Regions from separate parts of the Hordeum vulgare genome. Here region 2 is linked to region 1. A link is a contact called in public Hi-C data. All regions are on one chromosome and are shown on one strand. Each heading gives the region's core, a stretch centred on a gene start, on an enhancer-like site or on the middle of the called end of the contact. The rest is flanking DNA. Distances are from core to core; before and after follow the strand shown. Region 1 holds the start of LOC123399518. Region 2 has its middle 35 kb from the start of TRNAM-CAU.

Region 1 (2,700 bases), core at 60-2,559:
CCTGCACCTACGGATTCTGCTCCCTCCTACGCCAAGACTACGCGTGCTTCACCATGACCACGTCACCGGGCTCGGCTGGAAGCTCGCCGCCGGGATCGGCTGCTGCTGTACCATGCAGTGCGGCTGCTGCGGCCACTGGGGCATTGGGAGCTGCTGGTCGGCCCTGTCCTGCTCGACCTCCATGGACGCGCCTTGGCCGTCCTCGGCCTCCATCATCTCGGCGGCCGTGGGCGCCCCCTCGGCGCGGGGCGGCGCCCACGGGACCATGGCCAGGTTGGAGGTCTCGGTTCCGGCAAGCCCCTCGAACAGCGCGCGGTGGTTTCTCGCCTCTTGCAGCATCATACCTGCGTTATAACATACCAATTCGCAGATTAGATTCGTCGTTCCAACCAGCAGGGAACATCACAGCAATGAGATTGAACCCGAAGTTCGAACGGGATGATCCCAGATTAATGAACGACGAAACTCGGGGAAACGGAGGAAAGCGCGGAGGCACACGTACCATCGAGCGCTTGGATCCACTCCGGGCTGACGCGGAGATGGCCGCCGGGCCGGAGCGGACCGAGCAGCAGCCTGCGCTCGGCCTCGGCGGGCCGGTACAAGACGATCGCCCTCTCCTCGTTGGCCGCCACCTCCGGCGGCGCCACGTCCACCGGCACCACCGCCACGTCGCCGCACATCGGCGCCTCCTCCACCACCCCGAAGCCCGCCACCGGCGGCTGCGTCCCCGGTGGCAGCACGACCGCGCCGGGCACGACAGGCATCACGTCCGGGTCCTGCGCACACCCACAACCAAACACACACAAGCACAGCCGCCGCTTAATTAGCAAATCCGAGAAGGGGAGAGCAAGGAGCGAGTCGGGTTGTGTACTTGGGTTGGGTTGCTAGGGGAGACGTACCAGGCGGCGGAGCTTGGTGGCGCGGGAGGCGACGGGGAACCCGGGGCCGATGTCGTCGTCCACCCAAAGCTCCGGCGCGTCCGCGCCCTTCCTCTTGAGCGCCGGCGCCGCGTCCACGTCCATCGATCCGATTCACGAGCGACGAATCCCTCGACCGACCGTCGATGGGCAGGTCCCCGGAGCTAATCAATCAATCCAGAGCAGGGCAGGGCGAGGGGAGCGGTTGGTTGTCTGTAGTCTGGGGATTCTGCGGCGGCGATGCCGGGCGGCGAGTGTTAAGAACTAAGAAGAAGAGGGGAGACGGAGGCTTGGAGAAGGTTCGGGGGTTCGCGCTCGCGACGGCTCTAGAAAGAACGTCCCCGTTGCTTTTTTTCTCCACCGTTCCTGTGCCTACGTGTACGCGCGAAGTGGCTGCGCGGTGGCTCCCGCGCCGTTTGCGTCAAGATATTTTCCATCTCTCGCGTGCTCTTTGTGGGTTGGTGATTGGTCACGGGAAAGGTCCATCGGTGCTCCGGGTACCGGATAGCGTTGCATGATTGCAAATTTGTTGGGGTTTGTTCCGGATGCCGCGACCGGGCTGCAGTGCAGAGTGTCCGACGAGACCCGAGTCCGGCGCCCTTCCACCGTTCATGCGGATTTTTCACTGTTTTGATCCTTAACAGTGGCGAAGGCAGAAAAACATTATATGTGTGGCAAGATTTATGAAAGAGAAAATCATCTATGATGTAACTATGCAACAGCTCAGAAAAGTACCAGATATATATTAATTAGAGTTCTGCAAATACAACCACAAAATCCAAAATTGAAGCATTGACACTCAAAATCACCGGAAGTTTGAAACGGGGAAGCCGATGCAACTCGCAGCCGGCCGGTTAGATCATTGTTGTGCATTTGTGTTTTAGTTCGGTATAGGTAAGTTGCAAGCACATTACATCAAGCCCGTCAAGAAGACACCCAACACACAGGCAATATTGTATAAATGTGAAGTACTTGTAGGCTACTATACATAATACATCAGCTCCACTAGCATGCAACACGTAGGCGCATTAGTATATGAGTTGTATCCTCAACCCGTGAGAGTTCAAATCCTAATGCTCGTATTATTTTTGAATTTATTTCTATAATTCCGGCGATGCGCATTTAGTGGACGAAGACGTTTTCGTCGATGACAACACATCTACAGTGACTCCGTAAATTCCAAGATGATATGCCAGTTCAATCTGTGCTCATAGAGATAAGATTTGCGTGTGTGCATTTATATATGGAGATGAGTGCATGCACGTGCATATAAACATTTGCGTCTATACTTTGTTTAAGAAAAGTATATGTACCAAGTACTTCCGGAAGAATTAGGTGTGGCGGACGCCAAGGCTTGCCATATAGTTGGCTCCGCCACTGATCCTTAAGGCGCAAGTTCATCACGTAACGAACTCGGTTCGAAAGTATTTCACGTTTTGACCCTTTTGGAAACGCCATAGGCCGTGGCGTTGCAGGCCTTATGCCAAACGCCAGTCTACTAGACGTTGCAGGCCTTATATGCAACGCCAGTCTACTGGACGTTGCAGCCCTTAGCGGAAACGCCAAAGCTGCTGGCGTTGCAGACCAAAGCAGAAACGCCAGGCTCCCTAGCGTTTCCTTAGTCCAGTACCGCAGTGCTGGGGTCCTTGCCAGCGTTGCACCCAGCGCATAAACGCCAGACCTGTTGGCGTTGCAGACCGAACCAGAAACGCCAGGCTCCCTCGCGTTTCCTTAGTCCAGTACCCCAAAACAGGATTTTTTCACTTTTTTGATCAACAAACAT
Region 2 (2,700 bases), core at 27-2,526, 110 kb after region 1:
TGTGCACAGATCCTATTTTTCAGAAGGTTCAAACTCCTGTTTTGGGAATCTTCTAGAATATTCCCGAACGACATTTTTGGATTTTCCGTTTTGTCATGGTTTTATTTTAAGTTTATATGTTTTTTTTTCGGTTTCCTTTTTCATTTCTTATTTTATTTATTTTTTAGTTTTTACTTTTCCTGGTGGATATTATTTTTCTTTTATTTTCAAAAATTTCTAATTTTGTTTGGCTTTTCAAAATTAAATGTCACGCTTTTAGAAAATTGTTCACATATTCAAGAAATGTACGAAAATTTATTCATGTCTTTAAAGTTTTTCCAGAAGGTCAAAATTTTTTGGGAATTCCAAAATATGTTTGTTTTCTAAAATTCTTTCACAAATTGAAAAACAATTCAGAAATATTTACGGTTCAAATTTTTGGTCGGAAATTAAAAAACTGTTCTGATTTCAAAAAATGGTCGATAATTTCAAAGAATGCTTGCGGCTTCAACTTTTAGTTCTGAATATTTGTAATTTCGGGGAAACTTCCATTTTTTGCAAATTTCTAATTAAGTTCATAAATTGAAATCGCTCACGTTTCAAGAAATGTCCAAAAAAATGATATTTTTTTTGTTTTTAGTTTTCTGTTTGGAATTCCATGAACTATTCCTTTTTGTTCACAAATTTTAAAAATGTTCACGGTTTCAATTTTTGTTCTGAATATGATGAATAATCCCACTTTGCAAATATTTCATAAAAAAATGAAAAATATCAGCGGTTTCAGCTTTTTCAGAATTTCATAATTTGTTCATAAATTCTAAAAGTGATTTATGTTTTTCCAAAACAATTTTGTTCAAATATTACGATTTAATTTTTTTTGTTCACATATTCAAGAAATATTCCTGCCTACGAAATATTGGCCCATTTGTAAAATATACATTAGAAAAACTTTCAACCCAATAAGTAATTCAGGTTCACTACAATAGCTGGTTCTGGTTTCGCTACAATACTTCTTCCAGTTTGCTACACTGGATTATTCTGGTTTGCTACACTAGACCATTTTAGCTGGTCTATGGTTTGTTCTTTAGGTGATGTGCTGGTTTACTATCAACAATACTAGTTAACTAGAGTAGCTAGGAGCGCGCAATAGCAAGGAGTTGGTAGCCGACTCGAATTCTAGGATCACGCGAGTCTCCTTTTCCTTTCCTATCTTTTTCGTACCGTGGGGGAACATGATGGGCCCGCCCAGTCAGGCTGCCTCCTGTGCGTGGTGCCGTGCTGTGACAATTTGCCATACAGCGCGTCAAAGGGTTTTCCTATGCAGCGCCTTCAGCGCCGCGAATGGGAACTGACGCTTCGTGGGCTGGCCCACGAATGTGACACAGACGCAAATTCTATTCTGTAGCAAAAAAATAACCAAAGAATAGCCATTTTACTGGAATCGAATATGCAGCCTTACACTAGTGAATGTGTTAGGTTAACCACCACACCTATTTAGCACTAGTGACTGAATTCATCGCGGGTATCATAGAACAATGGTAGCCGCCCTATCTTTTGCACAAAATAATGTACGATTTACTCTATAGCTTAGATTTTCGAATTTCTTGTATTCAGTTTCGGAAAACGTGACCGTTTTTGGAAAAATGTGAACGACAGTTGAAAATTCTCAGATTAAAAAAAAAAGAGTTACAAGCATGTACAAAAAAATCAAGTATTAAAAAAAGTTCACGAAATCAAAAGAAGTTCATGTATTCAAAAAAATCATCAGTTAAAAAAAACAAGAAGTTTAAAAAGTTCATGAAATTTCGAAATAAGCACAGATTTGAATTTTTTTAAAGTTCATATAATTTGAAAAAAGTTCATCAAAGTTAAAAATAAGTTCATCAATTTTTCAAAACGTTCCTCACATTTGGAAAAAGTTCATCGAATTTTAAAAAATGCTTCACCAAACTTGCAAAAAGTTCATTGAATTTGATAAGAAATCATCAAACTTGAAAAGAAGTTCACCAAATTATAAAAAAAGATCATCAAATTAGAAAAAAGTTCATCATTTTTTTAAATAAATCATCGAATCTGAAAATAGTTCATTGAATTTTTAAAAAGTTCATCAGATTTGAAAAAAGTTCATTGAACTTGAAAAACGTTAACTGAATTCGAAAAAAGTACACCAAATGATAAAAAAGTTCATCAATTTTTTTAAAAAAATCATCGAATCTGAAAATAGTTCATCAAATTTGAAAAAGCGTTCATCAATTTTGAAAATAAAATCATCAAATTTGAAAAAAATTCATCTAACCTGAAAACTATTCAACGAAATTGAAAAATAATAATTTATTTTTGGAAAACATTCATCCAATTTGAAAATAGTTCATCAAGTTTGAAAAAACATCATCAAATTTTTAAAAATGTTCATTGAATTTGAAAAAACGTACAACAAATTTGAAAAATCATCGACATTGAAGAAGAAAATTCATGAATTTAAAACAAAACCATCGAATGAGAAAGAAGATGGAAAAAAGAAAACCTAAAAAATTGAAACGAAAAAAAAGAAAAGGGAACAAAGGAAAAAAGATAAACCAAAGAAAACCAATCCTGAAAAAACCTAAATGAAAAAACGCATCTAGAAAGCTTCCGGAACCTTCACTAAGCCGGAATCGCCCTCCGTCCCTGTGCTGGGCCATGACCGAACCTGTAGGCGCCGGTTAAGGAAAATGTACTTTA

The links. Hi-C and Micro-C count contacts between places; a contact is called where the count stands out from the background.
Region 2: a contact with region 1 is called in a Hi-C map of seedling, with 3 times the contacts expected there. The contact joins the enhancer-like site here to the promoter of LOC123399518 in region 1. A contact is called at or near these places in 2 of 6 Hi-C or Micro-C datasets (leaf and seedling).

What each region holds. Positions count from the first base shown.
Region 1 is chr5H:481,591,015-481,593,714 of MorexV3_pseudomolecules_assembly, forward strand. It overlaps LOC123399518, which reads right to left and starts at 1,310. Exons shown (of 3, transcript XM_045093921.1): 1 at 900-1,310; 2 at 503-776; 3 at 1-344. The coding sequence starts at 1,022. The coding sequence ends at 49.
Region 2 is chr5H:481,703,950-481,706,649 of MorexV3_pseudomolecules_assembly, forward strand. No RefSeq gene overlaps it. Among protein-coding and RNA genes, the nearest start is that of TRNAM-CAU, 35 kb to the right of the region's middle. Within about 2 kb of position 1,277, at least 3 of the 3 cell types and tissues checked have open chromatin away from gene starts, as enhancers often do. A contact at or near this core is called in leaf and seedling, where this site is marked.